Regions from separate parts of the Zea mays genome. Here region 1 is linked to region 2. A link is a contact called in public Hi-C data. All regions are on one chromosome and are shown on one strand. Each heading gives the region's core, a stretch centred on a gene start, on an enhancer-like site or on the middle of the called end of the contact. The rest is flanking DNA. Distances are from core to core; before and after follow the strand shown.

What was found. Hi-C and Micro-C count contacts between places; a contact is called where the count stands out from the background.
Region 1: a Hi-C map of ear shows a contact between it and region 2, with 2.3 times the contacts expected there. The contact joins the promoter of LOC103635274 here to the promoter of LOC100281755 in region 2. A contact is called at or near these places in 14 of 25 Hi-C or Micro-C datasets (bundle sheath, ear, endosperm and 5 more) and 2 of 3 datasets of contacts at active chromatin or transcription factors (leaf and seedling).

The regions. Positions count from the first base shown.
Region 1 is chr8:64,036,057-64,039,535 of Zm-B73-REFERENCE-NAM-5.0, reverse strand. It overlaps LOC103635274 (transcription factor IIIB 90 kDa subunit-like), which reads right to left and starts at 2,199. Exons shown (of 20, transcript NM_001346889.1): 1 at 1,753-2,199; 2 at 1,165-1,281; 3 at 894-975; 4 at 729-804; 5 at 567-652; 6 at 38-114. The coding sequence starts at 1,229.
Region 2 is chr8:63,896,824-63,900,440 of Zm-B73-REFERENCE-NAM-5.0, reverse strand. LOC100281755 reads left to right here and starts at 1,712. Exons shown (of 11, transcript NM_001411884.1): 1 at 1,712-2,081; 2 at 2,226-2,418; 3 at 2,774-2,856; 4 at 2,985-3,085; 5 at 3,223-3,318; 6 at 3,424-3,477. The coding sequence starts at 1,973.

The DNA of each region.
Region 1 (3,479 bases), core at 950-3,449, 140 kb before region 2:
AAGAAAGTAGTGAACCTATAATTAGGTTGTAGCATACCTGCAGGCAATGTAAAGGCAAGCAGCTGCAACATGGCTTGTTCTACGGCCCCTGGTAAAATTACGGTCGACAGCTAGCTGCACTCAGAATGAAGAAACATCAATATCATGATGCTGCATTCCATTTGAACAACCTTACTTTTTTTCGAAAAAACGAACAGGAGAACTGCGCCTCATTATATTAAGAAGAGAAAGAAACCAGGGTCTAAAGGAAGGTCAAATACAAAAGACCCCTCACGGGGGCCAGAAACACGCATACAGGAAGGAATCCATCTAGGAAAAAACAAAAAGACCACACACAACTAGGAAAAACCCCTAGGGCCCAGCTAGTCTTTGTTTGGGTACTCTAGTATTGATCTTAATCCACATGTGTTGAGGTGGATTAGGGTATAAATTAGTTTAAGTTACACCCCAATCCACCTCAATACATGTGGATTGGGGTCAATACTAAAGTATCCAAATTAGGTCCTAAGGGGCAGCCAGGTAGGGATGAGATTACCTTACTACTGACTGATAATAGAAATACCTACCTCATAGAAGCGATAAGCCTTGCTAACGACAGTTTCTCCACCGCTGACATGTAAGTTATTGACAATCTGCCTAATCTCATCCCTACCTGGTAAAACAAAGCCAAAAAACAGTTTACAGAGTACCACGAAAAGTAAAATAAATAAGTGCGCTAAAAACCATACCTTTGTCTAAGGTTCTTTGATGAGAAATCGAATATCCAGACTCAATGCTTGCAAGAATACTTCCAGCTAAGCGACTCTGTGTAGCCCCAAATTATACCAAATCTCAGAAATTGGTAAAAGAAAAGGATAAATCCAAGGATTACAAAGCATGTAAATAAAACCAACCTGTCCTGTGTTATCCTTAACAAAAGTAGGCTCATCAGTGTATACCTCCTGATCAAGAACCTTCCCACATGTACCACAACATCTGATCATCATTCATCAAACATGTCAGTTTTCATATCAATAAATAAGCTCAAGAGCTTCAGTTGCTTTATGAGAATCTGATGGACAACCATTAACAGAGTTGTAAATAGCCCATCTTCATAACAATCCTACTGACTGGTTTTGCAAAGTATTCCATTAGAATAATATAGAAAGAACAGGGAGGTCTCACATGTATCCTTTGTCAGGGTCCTTTATGGAGGGGCAGTAATCAGCACAGTGAGTGCAGTAAATCATTGCAGAAGGAACTACACAACCAGGGGTGATCAGCTCATACCAATCTGTGAAACTTTGAGTAGATTTTCTGTTCAGTTCCAAGCCTATATAAAACATCCATCGTATTCGTTTACGAAATATATGCAGACTTGATAAAAAAGAGACTTTTGGAACCATATTCCCCAAAACAAAGATTTTTGGTAGCCATTTTCACCTCCAATTTCCCAATTCAACATTTTTACATGCAAGAAGACCAAACAGACATTGCAAAATGTTTTCTTTTTTTTTTTTACTCGCTCCACTCCTTCCTTCCTAGTAGAAACCTGTGCCCTCAAATTCTCAGTAACGGGCTAAATATAGGACATCGGTGCCATAATTCTTTGCCAAAAATCGAAGTTAGCCTCAGCGTCTTTGTACATAAAACCGTTTCTCCACTTAATTCAAAAGGTCTAAAAACATGAATATACTACCAATACTAGCCACCGGGTCAGTTCCTGATGCAATATAGCTTGGGTTGGTCGGTTCCACGAAACGGGTGACGTACCTAATAGAGGATTGACACGGATCGAGGGTTGCCGCCTCTGCCGCTGGCGAGGAATAGGAAAACGTGAGCCACTCCGGATCAGATCGAGAGGGAGGGAGGATAGCTTGAGGCGTCGTCTTCCTCGCGAGGGCAGGAACGACCGATAGGTGAGGAGAGGACCGCGGTCGCGCGGAGTGGGTGTGAGATGGCCGCGGGCGGCGAGGTGTGGTCGAGCAGGTTAGCGCGAGCTCCGGCGAGGACACGAATCCAGTGAGAGTGAGGGCTCCGGCGACGGCGAGGTCACGAGCTCTAGCGAGGGCTCGGACGATGAATCCGGTGAGGGAGAGGGCGACGCGAGCTTCGGCCACCGGCTTCGGAGCAGACGACCTGCGTAGGAGGCGGGGGCGCGCAGCGGCAAGCAGGGGCGGCGGCGACGGTGGAAAAAAAAACGTCTCCTGTCCAACCTCCCACACCCGCACGTACGCGTGAACGAGAAATTTGCGATTATAGGCTCCCTAAGGTTAGGCTTCGCCCGAACAGAACCAGATCAGGAGGCTTCGCTGAGATAGGATCAAAACAGCCTTCTCTTATTGCAACTCCAATACCTCCTAAAAACTATGGTCCCAATGTATATTTTAGGGGGGGAAGAAAAACTACCGTCCAACAGTTACCAAATTGTTCTCCGTTTCTTCACGCACGCGAAGAAAGACCCATCCACGGCACAAAACATTCACAGGCGATGTGAGCTCCCAATCCACTGGTTTTCTCCGTCCCCATGCCAGACATTTCCTTCATGCCTCCGCAGGTCCTCTTCACCCCCCTTGATTTCACGATCATGTCTCCGTCGTTCCTCTCCACTCCCTCGATTTCAAGGCACAAAACATTCGCTGGCAAGATGTCGAATCTCTCCACCAAACGTCCAGCCTCGTCAATGTCGTCTAGAAGTGGTGATTATCCGCCGGAATCTTCCTGGACGACACCGACATGAATCCATCTCGCGGCGACTGCATATTTTGAGGTATGCACATCCTGTGGACAACTTTGTGTTGGGTTTAGGAGCAATTCCATGTATGCCATCAAAAAATGTACTCATTACTTGTGTGCCACTGGCCCTACATATAATACACACAAAAAAGTTATATATATACCACTCAGTGGCATGTAAGGAATGAGTATAAAATTTGATGACTGCTAAGGAATGAGTATAAAATTTGATGGCAGTCGGCGAATTTTTCCTTAGGGTTTAGTTGGCAGTGGGGATCTATTTATTTCTCTATTTTCTCACATCTTGCTGCAACGATAAACACTATTGTATTTTGGGGGAATCCGGTTCATTCCCGGCTTGATGTTTTGGACCCTCTCTATGACTTTTGGGTTGTGCGTTTTGTTTGTGATTAGACGTGTGTAGCATCTGTCTCACCTTCTCAAATGCCATCTCCAGCTTGTCGAGCTACACGAGAAGCAAATATTAGAATGATGTTATATATATATAATAGCTGGATGCCCGTGCGTTGCAACGGTAATATATAATATCAATATACTACGATAACTTATATACAAAATCTGTGTTATATTGTTATGAGAAAATGTTTTATAATCAATTTGTGATCCTAGTCATACATAAATTTTGTTATTTTAATCTAGTTATTTCACCACCACATTGCAACCATCAGTATCATGCAGACTTCGATATATGCCACGATTTATATGGTCTCATCATTGGAGAGCACGAGCACGTTCCACACATG
Region 2 (3,617 bases), core at 463-2,962:
TTTTGTAGGCAGGGTAGGTAGAAGGATATGACTGTGGCTCCATTCAAAATCAGGCCCTTTCTACCCATGTTGGATATATACCGCTACTGGCTTTAGGTCTTAGAATTGTTGCTAGATTGTGCAAAAATAATAAGTTGGTTGTAAAGCTTTTAAGCATCTGTCTAACTCATCAAAAGAAGTCTATTCCTTATTGATGTACCAAGATTGAACTTAAAGCGAACTGCATGTTGCTAATAGTTGATTCTAATGATTTTTCTTTGCCTATGTCGTGTTTCACTTTCACGCGGTTGCTGGTGATTTTATCCCACATGACCGTTCAATTTTTTAGAGTTCTGTGCTTGATGTTCATACAGAGCGTTTTTTGAGATATCTGTTCGCGCCTGAGAAGAAACCTGACATAATCAATGGTCTAGCTGATAAGAATCGTCCCTAGCAAAAGGGCCTCTAGAGGTCGGTTTCTATATTGCTTCTTTAAAAATAATTCGTGTGATATTATAATGTTCTCTCGGCATTAATTTATTCTATTTGAGTGGGAAGATTTATATCAACATTACATGTTTATATCGTTAATATAATATTATTGTTCCGGTAATATTTTGTCATGGATTTTGCTTATCATAGTGACGTTTGTCGTTATATATTTATATTTTATACTAATTTTAGCTTTCCTGGCAACGCACGGTCAAATACCTAGTTATTATTGCAAAAGGAAGAAACAGAGCGGAGCGAAAAGCATCCATCCGTCGTGGACGAGCGGGTGGATCGGGTCACCCTTGTGCCTGACGCACTGACGGTCGTCTGATGGATCGACGCCCCGCGCTCCGTGCCAAGCGGATGCAGCCACCACCAACAGCACCACCACGGAGCGCGGGGGCGGGGCCCGGCACCGAGCGGCCGCGGCGGACGACAGGAGGACGGTGCGCGTTGCCCCGGGACGGCGCCCGTGCCTCCCACCCGATCGGACAGCCGCGTCAGCGCGCGCACGCGCATCACAAGAATCTTACGAACCGCGTGCCGTTGCTCATCGCCCGGCACTCAACAGCACCGCCGCCCGGGGCTGGATCGGGTGGGTGGGGACTGGGGGCCTGACATGGACGGAGCGAGAGCGAGCGACGCTATAGAAGCCTGTATTTTGCGTGCAGAAAATAGCATTTATTTACTTCTAATGCCCTTTATAAACTGTTACCCGTTCTCCGTTCCCAATCATTTCCATGACTTGATCCCGATCGCTGTGAAAGTTGTCCGTCCAATGTGACCGGGTTCCCTCAGTTCCAGGATAGGAGGGAGGACTCAGCATCGTCACTCACCGGTCGACGTTTCAGTCACAGCACAGCACAGCACGGCCACGCTTGTGGCCGCAAAAAGCGCAACACGATACGGCGTTCCTTGCTGCCTCCGTTATCCAGTCCAAGTGTCCAACTCGGCAGGCACAAAAAAAAACCCGACGCGACGACCAGACGAAACCAAGCGCAATTGCCCGCCCCAGAAAACATGGACCTCAGCCGCATAGTTTTATTAGTTTATCCTGGAAGGCTTGGGCTTGGGCCGGCCGGTTTGACTCGGCGGCGGACGGCGACGCGCCGACGTGTCTCCGCCGCCCCGCTCACATCCGCCCCCGCGCCATCCGTCCACGTGTTCGCGCCTCTGGAACGGACTCCCCCGCCTGCACCTTCTTTTCCCTCGCGCCGCGGCGCCCGTTCTTTCCGAGTCCCGCGGATATAACTACAACCAGCCGCCCCCTTCCTCCGCAGCTCCGCTCCCCTTCCCCCCTCGTTTTTCCTCTGCGCACTTTTTCTCGTTTCCAGCCTTCCAGGCAGCCACGCCTCGCCCGTTCTCGGATCCCCTCCAAAACGGTCAAAGCCAAACCAGCCAAATCGCGCGCGGCGGCGGCGGCGACGAGAACGAGACGGACGCGCGCGCGCTAGCTGAATCAGGTCAGGAAGGAGGAGAGCCGCCGGCGAGCACAGCAGCAATGCCTTACTGCGAGGTGGGCAGGTACGCGGACGGCGACAAGTGGGAGGGCGTCCGCGTCTACTACCGCCGCTACGGCCGCGGCGCCACCAAGGTGCTCCTCATCATCGGTACGCACACCGCCGGTCTCTCCTCTCCCGGTCCTCGGCCCAGAGGAGGAAGAGGAATCCTGTTCTTTCTCCTCGTGTTGTTGTTTAAAGAATGCTTTTTCGCTGAGAAACGGTTTGGTGTTTGGTTTGCGATCGGAATCGAAGGGTTGGCGGGGACGCACGACTCGTGGGGCCCGCAGATTAAGGGGCTGACGGGGTCGCTGGAGCCGGCCGACGACGAGGCCCTGCGGCCGGACGAGGAGGCCGCCGGCGGCGACGGCGACGGCATCGAGGTCTGCTGCTTCGACAACCGCGGCGCCGGCCGCAGCTCCGTGCCCCCGAACAAATCCTACTACTCGTGAGTATCCCCCTCCTCCTCCAACAGATCCAAATCCTCCCTCGTCGTCGTCGGTTGCAACGATCGGTGGGCCGTTCCGTTCGTTAGGTGTCGCAGGATTGCTTGCTTCCTCGCCTTGCGATTCAGAAGGACCGTACACGGGGATTTGGTGGACGACATCAGCTGCATGTAGCTTTCGACGAGAAAAATCCCACATTTCGCTCCCTTTCTGCCACAATAGTTTTTTCCACGAGAAAAACGAGTGACGGGGAAGAAAGAAGGGGGGAATCATATCTTCCATCACGTTCAGTTCACGCGCTCATGTAAAAAAATGGGCGAGCATTTGTTTTCAAACGTGTTCTTTTGTATCTGGCAGGACGGCAATCATGGCGACGGATGCCTTGGCCTTGATGGATCATTTGGGGTGGAAGAAAGCTCACGTCTTTGGCCACTCCATGGGTAAGTCCTATTCCTATTGTGCGTCTTTCGATTCTGAGACTCTCTCTCTCTCTCTCTCTCTCTCTCTCTCTCTCTCTCCAATGTGTGACCTTTATTAGGCATTGACCCTGTTATCTGTGTGCAACCAGGTGCCATGATTGCTTGCAAGCTTGCGGCGATTGCGCCTCACAGGCTATGTTCGCTGGCATTGCTTAATGTCACTGGAGGTGGCTTTCAGTGCTTCCCAAAGGTACTGGAGTTTTGATATTTGCATACATATTTGTGGGCTGAATACGTTCAATGCAAAGGAAATGCTACAAGAGACACCAATTATTATTTTCAACTATTCGTGGCACGAGCTAAGCCTCTCCCTTCCTGCTTCTGTAGGTAGATGGGCAGATGCTTTCTCTTGCATTCCGTTTCTTAAGGGCAAAAACACCAGAGGAAAGAGCCCTTGTGGACTTGGAAACGCATTATACGAAGGTAAGGAACTAACGGTGCATCCATTATAATCCCCCGTTTGATGAAAATTAGTTTTTTTTCAGATCCATTGCATTATATGTTTGATTTAACAATGCAACTATGCAGGAATACCTTGAGGAGACTGTTGGGTCGTGTACCAGAAGAATGGTCCTCTATCAAGTGAGTGATATGTCATGTTCTGTCCCGAGACATTGATTTGGGTATTTTGGCTGACGTTTGTTGTTTTTACACATTATTTTTCAGCTGTCCCATACCATTGGATCATGTGATTTGGATAGGTCGTCTTTTGTTATGAATCT